3 separate regions of the Zea mays genome follow, and regions 2 and 3 are each linked to region 1. The links are chromatin contacts, called in public Hi-C maps. All regions are on one chromosome and are shown on one strand. Each heading gives the region's core, a stretch centred on a gene start, on an enhancer-like site or on the middle of the called end of the contact. The rest is flanking DNA. Distances are from core to core; before and after follow the strand shown. Region 1 holds the start of LOC100285140 (RING-H2 finger protein ATL1I). Region 2 holds the start of LOC100276143 (Protein CHAPERONE-LIKE PROTEIN OF POR1 chloroplastic). Region 3 holds the start of LOC100275410.

Region 1 (3,036 bases), core at 153-2,652:
TCCTCCAACAACTCTCACGAGTTTAGAGGGATAAACATGCGCGGAGATAGAAGCTTAATTCACATGTTCTGATCTAATCGTAGACTGTCCGGGCCTAAGGCAGGCCGGTCCACTCGGGCATGCCCAGTGCCACAAACAGTGCTCAACAGCTTCCTCAACATAAACGATGGTACTCCCTCCGTTTTTAAATATATGACGCCGTTGATTTTTAAAAAAAAACTTTGACCACTTGTCTTATTCGAAAATATAAAATTTCAAGTCACGCTTAAATTACCTCAAGTGATAAAACAAATTATAGCAAAATAAACAATATTTCACATTTTTGTTGAATAAGACGAGCTGTCAAAGTTTTTTAAAAATATTTAAGAATGGAGGTAGTATTTTTTTCTATAAAATAGGTCACGAAAAAAGTTTAGATAGTCTGACTACAAAAAATGAATCTAGAATTCTATTCTTCTCGAGTGCTTCAGTTGATTCATAGGGACCCTGAGACTTTTTTGTCCCGTGGACCAAACAAAACACTCGGAAATTCTAGATAGGAAATTCTAGATAGTGTAAATAAAGTCCACGAGGCTTGTGCATACACAAAACCCAATCAAGATCAAGAGAAAGGTGCGTGGTTAGCATTGCGAGCAACCGCTGCCGCTATCTGTAGGATTCGTTCTGGAAGACAAGACCACCCCTGCTGCTGCGTATGCGTATCCGGCAGCATCACGGTTTGTTGCGGGTTTCCGCATACAGATAAACCAGCAGGTTGCCATCAGCATTGCCATCAACTCCATGCAGATTTCGGGCGCTCCATTCACACAGACGGTGCCGGCACGGGGGAGAGAGAGAGAGAGATAGAGAGAGGGAAGGTCCAGATGTCCAGACGGCGACGGCTCCTTATCCTCTCCAGGTCCGGGCGGGGGCAGGCCTTTCTCTTCGCTGAAACGGCCATGGGCGGTGCCGTTGTGCTGCTGTGCCATCTTTGCAGGACCGTACCCGAGACGAGCGCGAAAGCGTTTTTTGTAATCTCGTGCGACAAGTGGCTGAAAGCCTGAAACTTCAAACTGATCGCACGTCGATCTGCTGCTGTTGTAATATTTCTGCACGCAATAGGACGTACAGTATATTCTTATTTTTTTTAGCTGAGAAAAATGGAAGTGGATACTCTCCTCTGTTTGCGTTGCACCATCTCTCTGCTGCTTTTTTTCTTCACGAGAAAAAAGGATCCGGCGCGTCATCTCCAGACCAAATAGAGATGCAGTAGTTTCCTACAAAAAGCCCAACAAAGTAACAAACCGAAGGGTGCAGTATCTAGACAGCCCATTTTTAGCCCAACTAACAGATTTCACGCTGCGGCGGCCTTGTCACACACACACACGGCCTCTAAAAGTCCAAGCCACAAAAGCTCCAGCCAGCCCAAAGGACACATGCATGGCGCCAGGCGCTAGCGCTGCGCACCGGAGCAGCGGCCACACCGCCTCGCCCTCCCTCCACCGGCACGGCGGCACCTGCGACCATGATCAACAACTCCTCATCACCACCACCGTCACCCGCGCAGCCTCCGACTCCCATCGACCCGTGGGGCGATACATTTCTCTCCCGCCTCTCCGCCGTCGTCCTCCTCCTCGCCTACTCCTCCTGCGCCGCCGTCTGCCTCTACCACACCGCGCGCTTCCTCCTCCAATGCCTCGAGCGCCGCCGCGCCGCGCGGGAGGCGCAGGATCCTAAGCCCCCCTCCCAAGCCGTGGACGGCGCCGGCGCCGGCGCCGTGTGGGCGGAGGCCGACTGCGCCATCTGCCTGTCCGAGCTCGACCCGGAGGGCGGCGAGCGCGTTCGCGTGCTCCCGGCGTGCGGCCACGCATACCACGACGCCTGCGTGCAAGCCTGGCTCGCCACGCGCGCGTCCTGCCCCACCTGCCGCGCGCCCTCCCGGTCCCGGCCGTCACGGACGACCAGAGCGCCGTAGCCAAGCCGGATCAGCAGGCAGCCTACAGCTGCGGTGCTGCCTGACGGCTCTGTCTATGACACGTACAAGAAGCGGCGCCATATAGTTCCGTGGTGTTTGTTTGACTATAGCGGATACAAATGCAAAGTTAACTGCGACTAGTAGACTAGTTCATGTGGAATTAGAGCTCTCATCGATCACTGGCTAGAAGGGTGACTGCACAATCTTGTTTGGTTATACCATTACTTACATGTTTAGATCAGTCGACCAAGATATGACTTGGAACTTGGAAGTGGAGGAGAGGAATGATCAAAACAGGTAGCTGGAGTGGATTTTTATTTGTGCTCAACCTACGTGAGAGAACTTGTTTTTGTAGAATACAAGGAAAATGGACCGAGTTCCATTTGATAATTAAGTTTTGATGTTTGATAATTAATAAAATTAGTTTGACAATCATTATTTGCTACTACCTATGAATATAGTTCAAATGATGTAACATGGATTTGGACCAAGGCAAAGTGACCATCGAGAAGATAGACACATCAAAAAAAAGTCATTAGAAGATTCATTGAAGAAGACATAAAGATCATGCAAGAGTTCAAGGTACAAGATACAAGAAACCAAAACGAAAAGACACTAAGAAACACAGGAAAAACAGGCTATTATGGAGCATCGGACGTTTTCGTTTAAACACCAAATAAAACACGAGCACGAGAACTTAGAAGAGGATAATTATTTTCAAATTTTGAATTTAAAGTGTGTGGTGCATTCATCTTTTGAGCATCTCTTTTGTTTGATAAAGCATTTCAAAAGAAGTTTACTTTGGTACCTTAATTGTTTCTTTTATGTGAAAATTATTTTTATTAAGTTTTGGGGTCTACCCTAAAAAGTATTATTCCCCAAAGGAGTATTTTTGTTCCAAGATTATTGTGGTTAAGCAAATTATCTAAGTGTATAATTATATCTCCTTGTATTGAAATAAAAGAAAAATAATTAGAAAATCCTGAGAAAAAGAAAAAGGAAATCTTCTCCCCAGCCTCGGCCCACACTTGCTTTCGGCAAGCCGGCTCGCCAGCGCCGCCCCCTCCCATCCCTTTCCCCTC
Region 2 (3,036 bases), core at 368-2,867, 170 kb after region 1:
TCCAGCAATGAAAGCAAAGAAAAACAATCTTCTGGAGATAATATCCATCGATGGCACCTCAAAGCAACCAAGAAGTGCTTTGACCCATGAAGGGGATTCCTCTACTCTCTTCTTTAACTTGGTTTTCAAGTTAATTTTTGTCTTCTTCCGCTGCTGGTAGCTCTTCATAATTATCTTCTCATAAGCACCTTCAATAGCTTCTTCACTCGGTTCATGCCCAGCATACTGTTGAATAAGGAAATTCCTCGCACCTCGGATCTCTTCTTCAGATGCGTCACGATCAACACCAAGAAGCTTGTAGGGATCTCGTATTCGGTATCTAGGGAACACCGGAACATGCTCTGTTGATAACAAATAGAGGGATGGATATGACCTCATGTAAACCAATAGTTTGTACAGAAATAACCCAACAAAGCAACAAATTGTGCGGTCAACCAAGATAGAATCTGAGACTTACAAAAAACAGGCCATTGCAAACAAATAAATTCACACCTATAATGTTGTCACATTAATTGATTGAGGTTTTTAATTTCTATATACATTCGATTTTTAAGTTTCAGGACTAGTCTGTAGCAGCCCCAGCCAGGTTAGTGTTGGTAAAAAAACACGATTTCTAGGTCCACAGAGACCCCACGATTTACGTAGAGCAGCACCATGCATTTATACAAGAGAGAAAACACATTCAAACAGAACTTTTGATCTGAAGGTACATAATGTCAATTTTCTTACTCATAATACGCTTTCGCTAAATACAGGGATCTCCTTCAATCTGTTTATCTCCCTAAATACAGGGATCTCCTGAATACATTCTGTATCTCCAGTATGCCCCACCCTCCCCAAATTTCCTCATCACGATCACATTGAACAATGTACATTGCAGGATTGGCTACCTACTAAAACTAAAAACACATTATCAGTTTGGTAACTGAAGGCCAGTGCACGATCCCACATACTATTCCTTACTTCATGCATCGGCAACCCAAAAGACACATACGTTACCCTACCAAGATTTTATACTCCAAAAGCAACTCAGAAAGACTTCGAAGGAATTAAGGCTATGGATTTAACGTCTAAAGACACATACGTTACCCTGCCAAATTTACACTCCAAAAGCAACTCAAACAGGCTTCGAAGGAATTAAGGCTGTAAATTCAGCGCCTCTTACCGTAGCTGAACTCGTGGTCAGCTTCGGCGCCAGCGCCGGCGCCGGCGCCGATGGAGAGGCTAATGGAGCACCGCGGCCCCCGCAGCCGCAGAGGGAGCGCGATAACGCCCTCACGCACCACCGCCGCATCCGCTCCCCAGCTGCCAATGCTGAATCGAACAAAACCACATCACCTTCAGAGCACGCCACAAACAGGGAATAACACGAGGATTGGGGGGGGGGGGGGGGGGGGGGGGGGGGGGGGGGGGGTAAGAGGAGGGTTTAAGGCAGTCGCGCGCACCGGCGAAGCCGCGGGAGTGGGCGGGCGAGGAAGGAGGCGGCAGTCGCCTGCATCTCCAGCACCTGCGGCGGGGAGAGGGAGGCAGGGAGCGGCGAGGTCGTCTTGCCGCGACGCGGGGAAGGGAGGGAGGAGAAGATTGGATAGGGAGCGACGCGGAGACGGAGACAGGAACCAGGACGAGGAGGCAGGTTGGTGGTCGTGAGGCCGGCCTGTCAGCTTCTCTCTGGGCTTCTTGTGGGCTGGGCTGTGTTGGGTTTACGCTCAGGAACGAGCTGTGTTCTATCTTTTTCTCTTTTCCTCATAATAAATTACAAACCTATAGCATAAACCTTTTATTAGCCTAGTAGTTATAAGAGTCTCATTAGCATCTGAGATCCTAGGTTCAAGTCGGACGTATATAGTGATTTGGTCAATTTTATCTTAAAGATTCATCGGTGCAGTGTTTAAAGATTATATCAACCGAATGAGATTTTTAATTTCTATGTACATTTGTTACCTTAAAGATTGATAGGGAGCAACGAAGGCGGTCCGCGATCGGCGAGCGACCCACGGGAGGAAATCGGCCATCGGCACTGCTTCTGTAGACCAAGCCGCGTACATAGCAGCTCCTTTTTGGGCCAGTATCTTGAGGCAGGGCCGGACAACTCGATCACCCACAGCCGCAGATGAAACATGGTGCGTCGCCAGGGGCGAATCCAGCTTCACTTTTACCATGGTGCACCCCTTAAAAATATACACATGATCTTAAAAATATATGGTCAAAAAAATTTGCTAGTGGAAAATTTTAGTTTACCCTATCAGTGCACCAGGCAAAGTGAATGTGGCGTCGCCCATGTGCGTCGTTGGCCCTCATGATTCTGTTTGTTTGTTGTGATATTGATGTGTTCGTGTGCGCTCGATGTTGATGATCTAAGGCTCTAAGTGAATGGATCCTCCCAATCATTATACTACTATTCTGTTGATTATTGAAAGTCGCCTAGAGAGGGTGAATAAGCAAAACCTATAAATTATAAACTTTGAACGCAAACTTTATCCGGGGTTAGGACTAGAAAGAGTAATAATAAATTCGGAGTGCGAAAGAGAGTTCTTCTTGCTATGAGTTGCTCAATCAATACAGATAACTTTAGGAGCTAACTCAAAGGATTGTGATCAAGAGAATTTTTAGAGAGAGGGGAGAAGAAGAATCAAATCATAAGTGAATGATCAACACAAATGAACACAACGATTTGTTTCCCGAGGTTCGGTTCCAATGAACCTACTCCCCGTTGAGGAGGCTACGAAGCCCGGGTCTTTATCAACCCTTTCCCTCTCTCAATCGATCACGGGTTGAGTGCTTCTTAATCTCAAGGATCACAAAGCCCCCGCAAGTACCACCACACACTTAGGTGTCTCTTGCTAGCTTTACAAGTCACGAGAGAGTTTAGAAGGAGATGAAGAAAGCATGATTAAAAGCCAAGCAACAAGAGCAACAAATCTCTACTACTTATTAAGGCGGTAAGGGGTAGGCTGTCATTCCGTGTTCTGTCATTCCCATTCCCGCACTGTCTTTCTCATTACCCCCTCCACGCAAAGTACATTCTCATTCCCCCAA
Region 3 (3,036 bases), core at 350-2,849, 140 kb before region 1:
TCTCGAGTCTCCAGCAGCTTCGAGATATGCTTATCTCCGGTCTAAAATTGAAGTTCTTTTGTTCTGTTTATCTGTCATATACTCAGATTTGCATAGTTTCCGCCACTGACCAAATATTGATACAATTTTTAGTTATAACATCGATACGATTTTTAGAGTTATAAGTTGATACAGTTTAGTGAGAGTAGTAAGTTCACTTTGTGCTCAGACCTCATGCTTTGCAAAGTTACGATTGCCAAACCGCTCGATTATTTGAACTTAGTTTCTGCTAGTGATGCGAAGACTAATAATACAGTATGGTACAAGAGTCCGGTTCTTGAACCTTTTCTCTCGAGATGAGTTAAAACTCTTAGGGCCCTCCTCTGGATCGAAGAGCAAGGATTGCATTTTTTTTTCTTCTTCCTTTTTGCTTAGTGTTCATGCTCTGAAATGTTGCAATTGGCAAACCACTCGATTGATCTGAATACGCGGTTTTAGTGTCAGTTTCACCATGCCAAATCACATTGACAGACGAAACAAACTTCCTATTAGTCCTGCCCTGACACTCTGATTTACAGTTTTTTTTTCCATTTCTGGCTAGGCTCAAGCACTCTATACTAACAAGCAAACAGAAATCCCAAAAGAAAAAGAAAGAAAGAGAGCACCGGCCGGATGGCACAGTCCGGTCAGTAGCATTAGCTGGTGGCGGATTCAGAGACGATGCTGCTGCTGCTCTGGCTCGCGGACTCGGAGATGCTCTGCAGCACCGGCCGCCAGTGCCGGCCTCTTCCCCGGTGCCGGTCCTTGTCCTGCTTCCCGTCCTGAAGCCACAGAAGAATCAGTAGCTGCTTGTTGCACCAGGAAATAAAAAGAAAAAAATGGTGTCAGAGAATCGCATACCGACCTGGCTGGAAGAGCTCTGGTGAGCCCCGTCGCCGCGCCGGAGCTGCTCGTGCTGCTGCCTGATGGCCTCGCACCGCTGCATCTTCTCGTTCTTCCTCGCCCGCACCGCCTTCGTCACCTCTGCGCGCGGAGCACGATCGGGTTGAGAATTTCAAGATTGCCCGAGTAAATTGAACCGCGCCATGGGCCTTAAGCCCATGGCCAGGACAGCTGAGTGCTAACAAACCTTGCGCGGTGATGAGGCGGTAGACCTGGCCAAGGAGAAGCGTGTCCTTGGGCTTCAGCAGCTTGACCCTGGTGATCTTGGCCCCACCACTGCCGGGGCCGGAGGACGCCGCGGCGTCCCCGGCGGCGGCGGCGGCGGCGGCGGCGGGCTTGTTATCTGCAGGAACACGGAGTATGACGAGGGCAACGTAGTGTCCCGGGTTGTTCCGCATGACCTCGGCGGCGGTGGTGGACCAGTAGAGCCGGTCGACCTTCCCGCCGGGGTGCTGGATGATGACCGCCGCCGCCTCCGCCGCCTGGCAGTTGCCCATCGCTCCCGTCCGCCCGCGCGCCCCTCTCTCCAGCAGCAGCAGCGTTTGTGGTGGGCTGGGCTCTGGGCTGGTCTGGTGGTTCAGGGAGCCGCGACGGTGGCGGTTTGAGTCGTTGGGAGGAAGAGAACGGAGAGGGAGGCGGTGGTGTTGGAGTGATGGTGGTGCCGTGGTGGAGACGGTGGTCGTGAGTTTGGGGCTTGCAGTTTTTGAGGTGGTGGGGTGTTAAATGTGAGCGAGGGGTGGGTGATGAGGAGCTTTGCTCTTGCAGGGTTTTGGATTTTGGATCCGGGTGGCTGTTGAGGATTCGAATCCGTTATGGCCACGGTAATTCTTGGGCAGACAAAAGTGAATTTCACAGGAAAATATTTCAAGTTTTCAGGTAAATTCCAACTCCCCCACCCCCCCCCCCCCCCCCCCCCCCCCAATTGTCTGGAATTGATTTCAGGCAGATATTATGTACAAGAACCTATAAATTGCTGCCACATTAGTTTTGCACTCAGCTAAAAAGCTTCCGCCGGGAACATCGCGCTGTGTAGAACGAGTCTGAAACTCTGACTCGTGAATGTTTATTACTTTCTGATGTACGTATCAACCTCTGAAAAGATGTCGTAGATTATTGACTGGATTAGATATAATAATAATAATAATACTATACATATTATAGTTATTATGAAAAAGTAGTGATGTTGTATTAGAATATTGGATAAGTAATGTGTCAGCGTTCAAGGTCAGGTGGAGACGGTCGGCCGTAATCCCTGGCCGGTGAGCTTACTTCAAATCTCAACGCACATGCGCACGCACATATGTATTATCCATATAAGTAAAATTTCTGACGTTTATTTTCGTTCTTTGTTCTTTCCGGCGCCCTTGGGCCTTGGCTGCTTTTTTGTGGAGGCTTTCATCACCTTCTCTACAAAGTCATTTTCTGCTCTCTTTTTTCGTGAACCTTGACCGTCACTCTTTCTTTTTTTGCGTTTGCATTCCATGCGTGCCCCCATGCAAACCAAGAAGGGATCTTTTAGGATATCTCTACTGCTTTGAGGGCTTAAATAAAAAACTCTGTCGGACCTTTTTTTCTTAAACATTGAGCTCCTTTGGAATGTAGAAATTTTATAGTAATCATATAGAAATTTCATAGAAAACAATTTATTTTCACAGAAAAAATACATAAAACGGGGAAAATTTCGTATTCCAAAGTAACCCTTAAATTCAGATTTAGTGCCCTACTGGAATTGTTGTGCATATATGATTCTAGCTAAACCCAGTGTAAGGTACCCAAGGTAGTGTTTGGTTGAAGAGCCAGGTAGAACGGAACCGTTCTGTTCCAGTTTTGTTGTTGTTTGGTTACAAAGTAACTAGAACGGAATGGCTCCAATTAGGGAATATTCTCCTCAGATCCGGAACCATTCCGCTCCAAAAAATCAATGGGACGGAGCCGCTCCGTTCCAATCCCGCTCTCACAGTCACGCTCCGTTCCGTTCACTCTGCAACCAAACAAAAAACAGAACCGCTCCGTTCCAGATTACCAAACACAGAACAGAGCGGCTCCGTTCCTAGAATCAGGGATGGAACGACTCCGTTCTACTTGGCTCCTCAACCAAACACTACCTAATATATC

Evidence for each region. Hi-C and Micro-C count contacts between places; a contact is called where the count stands out from the background.
Region 2: a contact with region 1 is called in a Hi-C map of tassel, with 2.4 times the contacts expected there. The contact joins the promoter of LOC100276143 here to the promoter of LOC100285140 in region 1. A contact is called at or near these places in 3 of 25 Hi-C or Micro-C datasets (ear, leaf and tassel).
Region 3: a contact with region 1 is called in a Hi-C map of bundle sheath, with 5 times the contacts expected there. The contact joins the promoter of LOC100275410 here to the promoter of LOC100285140 in region 1. A contact is called at or near these places in 14 of 25 Hi-C or Micro-C datasets (bundle sheath, ear, endosperm and 4 more) and 2 of 3 datasets of contacts at active chromatin or transcription factors (leaf and seedling).

Annotation. Positions count from the first base shown.
Region 1 is chr7:109,586,780-109,589,815 of Zm-B73-REFERENCE-NAM-5.0, reverse strand. LOC100285140 (RING-H2 finger protein ATL1I) reads left to right here and starts at 1,402. Exons shown (of 1, transcript NM_001158034.2): 1 at 1,402-2,123. The coding sequence starts at 1,505. The coding sequence ends at 1,954.
Region 2 is chr7:109,416,536-109,419,571 of Zm-B73-REFERENCE-NAM-5.0, reverse strand. LOC100276143 (Protein CHAPERONE-LIKE PROTEIN OF POR1 chloroplastic) reads right to left here and starts at 1,617. Exons shown (of 5, transcript NM_001150000.2): 1 at 1,446-1,617; 2 at 1,166-1,314; 3 at 1-341. The coding sequence starts at 1,498.
Region 3 is chr7:109,731,336-109,734,371 of Zm-B73-REFERENCE-NAM-5.0, reverse strand. LOC100275410 reads right to left here and starts at 1,599. Exons shown (of 3, transcript NM_001149487.2): 1 at 1,109-1,599; 2 at 884-1,002; 3 at 431-800. The coding sequence starts at 1,418. The coding sequence ends at 675.